Linked DNA regions of Mus musculus: regions 2 and 3 are each linked to region 1. A link is a contact called in public Hi-C and Micro-C data. All regions are on one chromosome and are shown on one strand. The core of a region is the stretch at or near the end of the contact, and the rest is flanking DNA. Distances in the headings are between cores, read along the strand shown. Region 1 holds the start of Zhx3 (zinc fingers and homeoboxes 3). Region 2 has its middle 47 kb from the start of Gm34980. Region 3 has its middle 78 kb from the start of Gm34980.

The links. Hi-C and Micro-C count contacts between places; a contact is called where the count stands out from the background.
Region 2: a contact with region 1 is called in a Hi-C map of double positive thymocytes, with 2.2 times the contacts expected there. The contact joins the enhancer-like site here to the promoter of Zhx3 in region 1. A contact is called at or near these places in 5 of 39 promoter capture datasets (HPC-7-derived erythroid cells, embryonic stem cells, pre-B cells and 1 more), 2 of 484 Hi-C or Micro-C datasets (both in double positive thymocytes), 3 of 115 datasets of contacts at active chromatin or transcription factors (embryonic stem cells and stem cell-derived neural progenitor cells) and 2 of 9 other capture datasets (adipose tissue and liver).
Region 3: a contact with region 1 is called in a Micro-C map of embryonic stem cells, with 2.4 times the contacts expected there. The contact joins the enhancer-like site here to the promoter of Zhx3 in region 1. A contact is called at or near these places in 1 of 39 promoter capture datasets (pre-B cells), 1 of 484 Hi-C or Micro-C datasets (embryonic stem cells) and 1 of 9 other capture datasets (liver).

Annotation. Positions count from the first base shown.
Region 1 is chr2:160,870,742-160,874,658 of GRCm38.p6, reverse strand. Zhx3 (zinc fingers and homeoboxes 3) reads left to right here and starts at 1,669. Exons shown (of 4, transcript NM_177263.3): 1 at 1,669-1,868. It overlaps Gm35129 (a long non-coding RNA gene), which reads right to left and starts at 1,661. Exons shown (of 3, transcript XR_866921.2): 1 at 1-1,661.
Region 2 is chr2:160,419,686-160,423,602 of GRCm38.p6, reverse strand. No RefSeq gene overlaps it. Among named protein-coding and RNA genes, the nearest start is that of Gm34980, 47 kb to the right of the region's middle. Within about 2 kb of position 1,947, at least 29 of the 459 cell types and tissues checked have an H3K27ac peak or open chromatin away from gene starts, as enhancers often do. A contact at or near this core is called in double positive thymocytes, where this site is marked.
Region 3 is chr2:160,450,517-160,454,433 of GRCm38.p6, reverse strand. No RefSeq gene overlaps it. Among named protein-coding and RNA genes, the nearest start is that of Gm34980, 78 kb to the right of the region's middle. Within about 2 kb of position 2,238, at least 176 of the 459 cell types and tissues checked have an H3K27ac peak or open chromatin away from gene starts, as enhancers often do. A contact at or near this core is called in embryonic stem cells, where this site is marked.

The DNA.
Region 1 (3,917 bases), core at 420-2,919:
TGGTGTGGCTGGCTGAGGCAAGAGGAAGAAGGAAATGCGCTTAGTTAGAAAAAAGGTACAGATTGCACGTGATCTAGGGGTCCCTGGAATAAAGGCTGTTTTTTAAAAAAATAATGTGCCCAAGATAGAAACCATTGGGTTTTTTTTTATAAAAAAATGATTTATTTTACATTCTAATCGTTTTCCCTTCCTTCCTCTCCTCCCCCCCAGCCCCCAGGAACATTATTTTGGCTTAGGCTTTAACAAGATCCCAGTGACTGCTGTGTTGACTACAGGCTGGAATGAAGGAGAGCAGGTAGGGAAGATGCTATTGCAGTATTCCCAGCATGCAGATGTCTAAAGGTGGGGCTGGCAGGCTGGCTAATGGATTAAGATGGCTATGATTGGAAGAGAGGAGTGAAGGGTGGCTGAGACCTTTGGCCTGATCATTAAAAACAAAACAAAACAAAACAAAACAAAACAAAACTGGGCTTGACATGAACTGTATGTAATGAGGAAGATTGTGTAATAACCATATGCAGTGTGTTAAGGTACAAGTTCTAGTGTTTGATGCTGGACATGTTAAGTTTGACACATTGCTCACACTTAAAACATACATTTACTAACTGTGATAAATTCAGCTTTTTTTGTTTTGCTCTTTGAGACAGGTTCTTACTATGTAGTCCAGACTGGTTTGGAACTTGCTTTGTAGCCTAGGCTGATCCCAAACTTGCAATCCTCCTGCTTCAGCCTCTTTCAGTGAGATTATGGGTGTAGACCATCTTATACACAGCAATAAAGTCAGCCTCATTTGCTAAACACCAAGATAACGTGCAAGAAGCTTTATATAGACTGCCATTTAATCTTCTCACTCATTCTATATAATCCTAACATTTTGTTGCCTTTTGTGGATGAGCAATTGTGGCCAGTTGATATTCGATATAAGCTAATTTGGGGTTGGGACCCGCTCAGTCTTCAGAGCTCTATTTGTCAATCTGGATCCGAAGCAGTAGGGGACCACTTTCTAAACATATTTGCCACAGATTTAGGTTCTGTTGTGAAAAGGTGCCTGGAACAGGAACCAAGATTTTTAATTCCAGGCCAACAGCAGCTGTGAAAATGTACATGAAGGGAGCAGGTGTTTGAAAGCGCCACTATCCTAAGACAGTGTTAAAGAATCGGAGATCATGCCTTCGTTTCGGCCGCTATTTCTCTGAGTAAACAAGATACTAGAACCTGCCGTGAACCCTTAGTGGCGTTAAAGCAACTCCCAAATGTGGCTAATTTGGAAACACTGCACTGGAGAGAGGGCGCATGGGTCTGGGACCCTTGCCCAGACTACATCCTTTTGAAAGTTTAACCTCGTGTGGCCTTCCTTAGGTGGCCCTCAAGAAAGACCAGGATACGGAGCACAAAGGCCGGGAACCGCTTAGGGCCTCAGCATCCGCTCAGTTGTCCGCCTCCCCTGCCCCCGTGGCCCCCAACACAGAGAACGCTGGCCCGCAGCCGAGCTGCGCATGCGCTCTGGGTAAGGTCCGCTCCCCGCGACGTCAAGGGGCTTGCGCCCGTTCCCAAAGCCCCGCCTCCTAGCGCCTGAGGCGACCCGGGCGGGGGGTGGGGGGTGGGGTCGAGCCACGCCCCCAGCCGAGTCGAGGAGGGCCGACCGGAGCCGAACGCCTCCGAGTGCCACCGAGCTCGGCCGAGCGGCCGGGAGTCAGTTGGTGCTGCTCGTCTTCGCCCCAGAAGCAGTCCGTGGATCTGGCGTCGCCACCGCCGCCGCCGCCGCCTCCGCGGGGCCTGTGCCGGCCGGCCGCCCACCAAGGAAGGAGGGAGGCTCGCGGCGTGGGGAGAGCAGCGGGGGCCACGGGTGCCGCCGCCGCCGCCGCCAGGTGAGCGCCCGCCGAGGCCCAACGTCCCCAGAGCTGTCAGTCCCGGGCGTCTGTGTGTCTCCCCGCCTGTCAGCCCCTGTGTGTCTGCGAGCGCCTTCCCGCCAGGCCCGGCTCCCGCCCGGCCCTGTCAGCCGCCAGCACCCCCGCTCCGAGCGGCCCCGCCCCTTCCCCCCGATGTCCCGCCTTCCCCATCTGTCAGCGCCGCGCTCGCTCGCCGTGGGCTCCACGCCCGGGAGTCCAGGGTCTGGGTGGTCGCGCGGGACAGAGTTGCAGAAGGAGCCGAAGCGGGCCGGAGGTGGGGGGCCTGGCCGTGGGTGCGTGTGTCCGCATCCCGCGGGCGGCTGGCGAGCGGCTGGCACCGGTGCGTCTGGTGAAATGAGCGTCGGGACTCGAACCACTCCGGGGTACAGTGGAATCCTCCTTGCCCACGCGGAAACACCCGGGTTCTGGGATATCCAGATGGGCGTGTGAGCAGAGTTTGGGACCTGGGAAGCCTCTCCAGTTTGGGGTTTTCATTCAGAGAAACCTGTTGGAAGTGATTGGGGAGTGGGTGGGGTGTGGGGCTTAGGGTGCAAAGTACCTGAGAGCTTGAGGCATTCTGAGTTGTGTGGCTTGCATTTGTGAACAGTGATTGCCAGGGTAGTGTGTCCTGTGAGAAACTGTTATGTGACGCGGGTGGGGGTGGGGGTGTTAGAGAAGGGAAGGCATGCTCTTTTCTGCCTTTCTGGATGTCATGCCAACACATATATTTATCTAGATAGCCTAAAATGTTTATTCATGAGGCATCTACACATTTTTTTAATGAAAAAAAAGAGTACGGCACTTTTCATATATATATATATATATATATATATATATATATATATATATATATATATACACATACATACACACACACACACACACAAACACACATGGTCTCGTATGTTGCTATCTTGATTTATTTTTTTGTTTGTGGTAACGTAGCATCACAATATTTCAAAACTAACAGAAATGTGTTCTAAAATAATTGGTAGCTTGCCGGATAATTCTCAACCGAGGAGAAAAGATCCAAAAGCACACTTCATTAGCTGGAACAACTGATTTCGGGCTTAATTTGCTTCTAAGAGACATACAGTGGAAAAATCCAGAAACAGCAAAGAATGTATCAAAGAGACTTAGGAAATGAGCAAAAGGGCCTTTGTATGTGTGTGCCTTGGAGAGATGGTATCAAAGCAGCTTTAAGGGACAGGGCTGCTGTGTAATGATAAACATATTAACCAAGTTGGTTTTGTGACCTTGATACATTGGGCCATGCTTGATTTGTGCAGTGGTTCATGACAGGCAAACATTGCGTGGGAAGTGTGGTAATTTTTTTGGAAAAGAAAAAGTTCCCTATGATGGTTTTTTCCCTCAGTTGAAGTGAGATTTCAGACTAGTTGTGTCCAAAATTGGGATGTACGGGGTGTGGTGTGGTGTGGTGTGTGTGTGTGTGTGTGTGTGAGAGAGAGAGAGAGAGAGAGAGAGAATGAGCATGTGTGAGCACTTGTGTATGGGTGAGCATCTCTGTTTTTCTGTCTCTGATTTATTTTTAAGGCAGAAAATTTGAGTAACAAACGCGTAAGGGAAAAAATCCTCATAATTTACAAACACTAGTAAACTAGTTTGGCATTTATCTTTTTCAGTCTTTTGCTCCCAAGTATATGTGTTTTCTTTTTTCTCTCTCTCAAAGTGCTACCAGCCTATATGAGTTTTATCGTATACTTTTCCTTCCATTTATAAATAGATTGTGAGGGGTATGTCTTGCTTTTATGAGCAATTATTTTCCCTTTAAAAACTTTTAAAAAAAAGAAGAAGAAGAAGAAAAGAAATCCAGGTCTCAAGAGTTGTATGCTTGCAGCCCTCCAGTAACTTCTCCTGCAGTCCTCTCTATGGCCTATTGCGCTGCCTGTCTCCAACCTGGCCAAATCAGTCTCAGCTTTTTAAGAACTTCAGTCATACTCCAGCCTCAGCACCTCTGCATTTATGCTTCTTCTGTGTACACAGCTGGCCTAGATACTGTAAAGTTAA
Region 2 (3,917 bases), core at 698-3,197, 450 kb after region 1:
TATAGTTAAATCTGAAGCCGAGATTGGTTAACGAAGTGCTAGGGCCGATAAAGCTACTGACAGAGAAAGAGGCTTGGCTTGCAAGGTACTGGCCTCTTTTGAAGCACGGCCAAAATGCAGCTGAGGTTTGCAGAGAAAGTTTGGTTATTGGGAGTCTGACTGGAGAGTGGACAATGTAGAACAATTTATGTATGCAGTATGTGTGTGTGGAGTGCATGTGTATGTGCGTGTGGTATGTGTATATGTATGTTGTATTATGTATATTTGGTGTGTGTGTGTGTGTGTGTGTGTGTGTGTGTGTGTGTGTGTGTGTACATGCATGTGGAAACCAGAGGACAGCTCCTGGAATTCTGCAGGGACTGTCTGCTTTGTCTTGTTCTTGATTCAGGGTCGTTTACTGGGACTTGCCAGGATAGGCTAGCCTGGCTGGCCTGAGAGCCCCAGAGATCTGCCTGCTTTCACCTCCCCAGGACTAGGCTTGCTTAGTTCCTATCACCATGCCGGGCTTTCCATGTATGGATCCTGGGGATTGAACTCAGGTCTTTACTTCACTGACAGCTCTCTCTGCAGCCTAAGGATAGGTTTTTAAGGCACATCCCTACTGTTTCATTCACATCTCTTCTTTTCAAGATTAATTCCAAAGTATATTTTAAAAAAATTGTAAGAAGGAAAATGCTTGGTGATTACAAAAAGTGTGTGTGTGTGTGCATGCGCACGTGCATGTGTGTTTAAGCAAACTGGCATACTGTTTCCTGCAAGTTGTTAAAGCCGGTGGGTGGCTGCTGGGAACTGGTGGCAACTGTCATGCAGTATGTAGATCCTCTCCGTTGGGGCTGGGGTTTGGAGAGGGGACACATGGCTGCATGTTGGCAAAATACACACCGTATGCTGCCGTCCGCATTTCTCTCTAATTTATTTTTTACCATCTTCTTTTATGGCCTTCCTTGAGATGCACTTCCCAGAGAGTTCCTTTCCAGGGCATTGCAGAGAAATTAGCATTTGCATCATATTTAACAGTTTACAGAGAATTTCTCCACCCACACATAAAACAATGTGCTTTTACAAGGAAAACATCAATATCAGAGCGAACATTTCCATATATGGTGTCCGCATTTCGCTGATGTCTAAGCTCTTTGATGGCTTAAGAGGAGAAATAAAGAATTAACAAAAGCCTTTTCCAGCCCAAGTCCCCTGACACCTTGTCCAGCCCCCGGTACCAGAGACAATGCAGGGAGAGACAGATGGACAGACGCAGGGACACAACTTCTTCGTCTGCTCTGGCTCCTCCCTGCTTGCCCTTACCCCTCATTACTGACTTCTTTCCCCAGCGGTTTGATTGACTGCAGTTATTCAGCAGCCCTTATAGTAGTGGTCCATGGACAGAGGAAATGGCTTGAAGAAGCAGGAGAATAAGATACCATGAGCTTCGAGACGCATGTAGTTGTTTGGGCATATAAAAAGTGCCCATATTTGCACAATCGCCTTAATTCATGCATGTTGTATTCATTGAGCATCATGCTGAACCCCCAGTGATGGATGCCCATAGGAGGCATGAGAATTGGCAAAGGACTTCTATGTGGAAGCCAGCCTCACCCTCTCTGTGCTAATGGAGCTCTCTTATCCTCATAGCTCTGCCCCCATCTGATTCTACCCAGAAGCTGTTACACATTGCTTGTCAGGAGTAGCACATATCCCCAGTACATCTTCATGATGTGTGTTGTAGAACAGCAAAAGGACCCAGAAGCAAGTTTGCCATCCAACAGAGAACTTGGCTTGACTTTAGCGAGAGCAGGTCGCTGCTGAGGTCTGCACCCCACTTCCTACTACAGAAGAAGGCTTTGTCAGAGGGCTGGGGGGAGGGGCCACGGAGAGCCACAGAGCAGCAGCAGAGTCATTCTCTGAGGACAGGAGTCCACCTTCTGCTTCAGCTACCTCTAGGGATGCGCCAGGATGCCCCCCAGTGGGCACCAAGAATTGTAACCCCAGAGAGTATAGTCTTCTTCTAGGGGGGCGGGCAGAGGCTCCATGGGGGAGTGCCAGAAAGTGTAGGAACAGGTTGACAGATGTGTTTCCAGCATCTGCCTCGCTCCTGGTGCTTGGCAGATGGGGTGCGGGGATCAGGCATCTGAAAGTCTGGATTCATTTCAAACTGTTCTGTTTTCCAGGCTCTAAGCACAGCATTTCCGGAGGGCAGCCATGAAACCAGCCACTCCAGGGTCCTCCCAGCTGGAGAATGTTCTACGGAACCTTGCACCACACCTTGCTTTGTTGGCGGGGAATTGTGGAGCTGAGTGAACACGCTCTGGCTTATGAAATCCCTCTTCCCCGCGCCTGACCTTGTGTGCCTTCATTTCCTCCTTGATCCCTTCAGATTCACCACTTGTCAGGCGGGATTGTCAAGCTGAAGGCTGACTTGGCATTCTAGAACGGTGTGCTCCAATACGTTAGACACCAGCCAGAAGTAGAGAGCAAGGATTTTACAATGAGGTTAGCTCCAACTACAGATACAATATAGTATAGTTTTAAAAGAGAATGTAAAATACCTTATATGCTTATATTGATTATATGTTAAAATAATATTTTGGATTTATTGGGCTAAATTAAATATATCATCAAGTTAATTTTACTCGTTTCTTTCTGCTATTAAAAAATGTGGTTACTAGAGAATTTAAACTGATATATAGGGCTCGCATTCTATGGCTTGTTTGTATATAATGTGTGTATGTGTGTTTCTGTGTATGCTGTATGCACATGGGTATCTGTGTACGTGTTCCTATGTATTTGCATTCAGAGGCCAGAGGAGGCCTTCAGGTGTCATCGCCTATTGCTCTCTTGACACAGGATTCTTTACTGAACTAGAAACTCACTGTTTAGTAGCTGGCCAGCTCTAAGAATCTGCCTGCCTGTGTTCCCATCCCCCACCAATGCTGGGGTTAAAAAAACCGCATACAATTGGACTCAGCCTTTATGTGAGTGCTAGGAATCTGAACTCAGCCCCGTATTTGCAAAGCAAGTGTTCTTGCCCCTTGCCCCAGCTCCCTGGCTTACAGCCCATTTCTCTCTCTTTTAATTTGTACACATTTATATATTTTTTTAAAAGACTTTTTGTTTTTATTATATCTGGGGATGGATGTTTGAAGCTATACCTGCTTCAGCTTCCAGGCTGATTTCTCAGTTTCTCCCACTGCCAGGTCTGGTGGCCTCAAATCCTCTAAAACAGTGGGCCTGACTAATCCTGCCCTTCTATAAATTGTCCTTCCACAGGGTTGAGGAAAGCAGCCATAGTCCCTCTCTTTCTTAACTGGCTTCCGGGTTCTAAGCAGAAGCTCTACAAACTGGAGAAACCATGGGGAGCAGGGTAGGGAGGGGAGCATTTGACTGCAGCCAGCTAAAGGAGGTCATCATCTCCAGCCCCTACAGTATTTTGAGCTGTGGGTAGCAGGAGATCTCTCCTGAGCAGGTTGGGTGGTGTGAATGGACAGCTATCTTTTTAAAAATTTATTTTGGGATTGTATTTTAATTATAACATCTCTCCAAAGATGCCTCTCGTACACCCACGTTGTTCTCCTTCAAATTCATAGCCAGTCTTTTTTCAATCAATTGTTTCTGCATTCATATATGTGTATGTCTGTATATATACCCTGTCATATAAGGCTATTTTTACTCAGTACCTTCCTCCAAACTCACCCTGTAAGAAAGGGTTCATTCTTTTAATTACAGTCACATCCTCTTTGGACTCCTTAAGGGCTCCCAGAATTTCCTATCTTCCCTGGGAAGCTCAACCTTGGGGCAGGGTGTAGATGAGGAGGTGCAAAGAATATGTCCGTCTGCCCCCCCCCCTGTGCTGACTTGATGTGTATTGTGTCTAGGGCCGTGTAGCTGACACCCTGCTGAGTACCAGCAGCATAGTCACAAAT
Region 3 (3,917 bases), core at 989-3,488, 420 kb after region 1:
TCACTGGGAAACTGAGGCAAGTGGAACCCTTTAAGTTCCAGATTGCTGTCGGCTACTGAGTGGGACCTTTCATCAACAAACAAACAAACAAACAAAACAAAACCAACCAAACAAGCAGCAACAATAATAAAAACTAAAACATCAGTCACACGCTAATCTCTAGTCAAAACCTAGGAGTCATTCAGCTCTCAGAGATAAAGTCCTCTGAGCCAAAGTCCTTGTAATGTAGTTTTAAATTATTTTATGTATTGGTGTTTTGACTGCATGCATGTCTATGTTTTGTGTATGTGCCTGGTACCTGAAAGGCATCAGGTCCCCTGAAACTGAAGTTATAGATGATTTTGAGCTACCGTATGGGTTCTGGGAATTGAATCTAGGTCCTCTGCAAGAATAGCTAGTGTTCTTAACAGCTGCGGCATCTCTCCCGCTCTCAAGGCCTGACTTGATCTTGTGAAAATACATCTCTGATTTCATCTCCTATTTTTCTAACATTTTCACTTTAATCTATCCAGAACAATCCCCCTTCTTTCTCCCCTCTCCCCTCTCCCCTCTTTCCCCTTCTTTTTCTCCTGTGTCAGCTTGCTAGGCTGACTACCCTTGTCTTGAACTGATGGCTTCAAGCAACCTTCTAGCATTAGCCTCCCAAATACCTGGGGCTATAGGCACACATCACGGGACGTCCTTTGGTTTTCTTCAAACGAGGCCGTGCACACTCTTGTCTCAGGGCCTTTTGCCTGCAACTCTCTTTCCTCTTACACTCTTTCTATGACTCACTGGCAAAAGGTTACTTTCTCAGAGACAGAGTCCCCGACTGTCTTACCCAGATGGTAAAGCTCTCTAACTAAAACTCTCTCACTGCACTCTCTCTTTTCAGAGGCATGTATCACCCCTTGACTTTCTGTAAAGGCGGTTTCATTTATGGATTGCACTTATGCTCTCTCTAGTCCGCCATAGCTTCCTCTAGGACAGTTTTCTCTTGTGATGGAAAGGTCTGCCTGTGCAGACCTATAGACTCAACCAAGCACATGCTGTTGAACACTTGAAATGTCACTGGTTGGTGAGAGAAGGGGCTGCGCTTTTAATTGGGTGTTCTTTTAATTTAATTTTAAGTAGCCACATGTAGCCAGTGACTAACACTTTGAATAGCACAAGGCTCAAGGGTCTGCTTCGTGAAGGTGAGTTCCTCTCAAAGGTAACTTAGCTGTATTCCCTTCATAGAGGTTGTGATAGTTATCCAGCCTGGCCCTGTAATATCTGTGTCTGTGTGGTGCTGAGGGTTGAACTCGGGGCTTCACACATGCTACATAAATATTCTACCACTAAGCTGCATCCCCAGTTTTGACTCTATAATCCTGCTTTCAAAAATTTAACCTAAGGAAAACCTGTAAGAAGGACGCTCGCCACTGCGCTGTTATGGATAATTGGGGAAAGATGGAAATGGTCTAAGGGTCTGAGTCATAAGGGGTTGAGCTGGTCAAACAGAGGCGTCCACGAGGCAGAAGCCATGCAACCATCAAATTGTGTGGGTTAAATAATTACTGCCACAGATAAAGTGTTTATGACTCATCGTTGAAAGTAGAAGGAGGGAATAAAGCTCTGTTTGTGTCATAATTTTGACTTCAGGGGAAGTTTATATTGTATAATCTGGTAGAAGGGCATGTGAATTTGTTTTCTTGGATGTCTTTTTTTTTTTAAATTTAGATTCTAAATGTTTTGTAATGGTCACATTCCGCCTAATCATCAGAAATATAAAGTTGATGTAGTCTTTTATTTAAAAAAAAAATTAGTCATCTTGGGGCTGGAGAGAAGGCCTAGGGTTAAGGGTTAAAAGCACGTGGAGATGGTGCTCAGTCTATCACAGGTCGTTACAATATAGCATGAAAAACACCCTAAATTGAAGACAATATGTTGCAGAGGCAGTCGTTGCTGGGACGAGGTGGCCACTGCAAAGCTTCAGACAGAAGTCAGCTCAAGTCAAATGTAGCGATAATGATCACGGACCAGATCTTCTTGCTTCTTTTTGCCTCAGCAAACTTCTGAAACAGGTATTCAATTTAAGTCCTGGATGCCTCCCCTGGCCAATTTTTAGATCAGCTCTGTAGAAGATGCGGCTGCTGTCTCTGTCCTGTGATAACCACTGGTGCTAGTGGGAATTTCAGTACCCCGGAGGTGCTCAGCACAAAGGGCTCCCACTACTAACAATGGCAACTCTCTTGACCACGCCCCCTAAACTGCTTCCCTCTGCAGACTTCCCCTTTCTTGTTTCCTGTGACCACCCTCTGAGCACACTAGCCGCCCTCTCCACTCCCCATCTCCTACCAAGTCCTACCACAGGCAGATGAAGAACTTTCTCCCAAGTCTCCCTCTGGTACTTCCTCCTTCCTATAGCCATCTCCTCACTCCAACTATACAGTTGCAGCCTTTGGTTCATAACTGTGACCCAAAGAAAAACGTCGAGAACATAAAATCTATAGAAGGAACCCTGGGAGAACACCTAGGCTCAGCAAAACGCAGAGAGAGTTTTTAGTCTTCCGTGAGTAGGAGGGATGCGCCTCACTCCGGAGCATCCATCACCTCACGTGTTCTCCTGCCCAGAGGCTTCTGAAGCTGCTTGCACGGGGCGGGGGTGGCAGGGAGCGCGCTAAGAGTCAGGTTTGTCTGTGTCTTTTGTCTTTCACTCCAGTTACCCGGAGTCAAATGAAAAGATGGCCTATGCTTCTGGCCCCGCCCCTTCCAACATCCTCCTCCCTCCAAGGCCTGGGTTCCTTATCCTAGGTGGAGCTTTCTGGACAAGGGGCTGGAATCTGTGTGCTTTCACTCTCTGGCAGGCTAGAAGCTGCTGGCTCAGCCACCCAGTTCAGCTCCGCCCACGTAGCAGCTCCGCTCTCCCAGCCAACTCCCCCCCCCCCGCCCCCCCATGCCTATTCCCCCGGGCCTGCGGCTTGGAATCAATTAGAATCAGCAAACAGGCTTAGAATGTCCCTGTGGCTCTCAGCCCCCAGCCGGGAAGTGCCCTAGGGTGGAAAGGGCAGGTTCTCTTTTTCCTTAAGATGAGGAAACTAAAACTGGAAAAGAGGCATCAGAAAGATTTTGCTGGAACAAGCCCCCTTAAAAAGTGTCCCTGTGTGGACAGGGCCAAGCCCAGCACCACTCCCCAGCACTGGCTTACAGGAACCTTACAGGAACCTTGTTTTCCGGGTGTCAGTGGAGTCTGTGGCGTGTGGCGTTCCCATCAGTACCAACATCTGGGGCAGGGTGGGGGTCGGGTCTTAATTAAGATTCAGTGACTCTATTGGCACCAAAATAAACGTGACATTTATCAGAACCTGCTAAATCTATTCAGCGCTTGTTTCCATCGGAAGTGCAGAGTTTGTGCCCTGGGCCTGGAGAGAAAAGGTCTTTGCTGCTGAATTGGGGAGGGGCGGCAAGAAGGAGGTGGGGTGGAGAAGAGAAAGAGGAAGGGGCCAAGTAAGACTGTCACGTGGTATTTGCCGGCCCAACGCTGCCCAGTTCTGTTCACACAAAGTAGAGCAACCCTAAGCTCAGTGATGGGGCTGGGGGCAAGGGTACTATTGGGGCTCAGGGAAACAGGGTCCCCAGTTAATGAAATCACCATGAACCTTGCGTGGGTGTTTGTGTGCATTCCAACATCTCTCCCTCCCCACCCCCACCCCCATGGAAAAATCCCAACCAGAGCAGGTAGACTTCGCGCCTGGGCTCAGGGTTTGCGCTGAAATGGAAATCAAGTAGTTTGGGCACTGCTCAGGTGGAGGTAAGGAAAGGAGGTTGCCATTTGGCTGCCTGTGTTTCTAGCCCAGATCTGCCCCTTAGCGGATGTGTGACCTTGGCAAGTTGCTTAGCCACACTGAACTCCAACTTATTTTGTTGTGAGCACCTCGATTAATAATCACAGCATA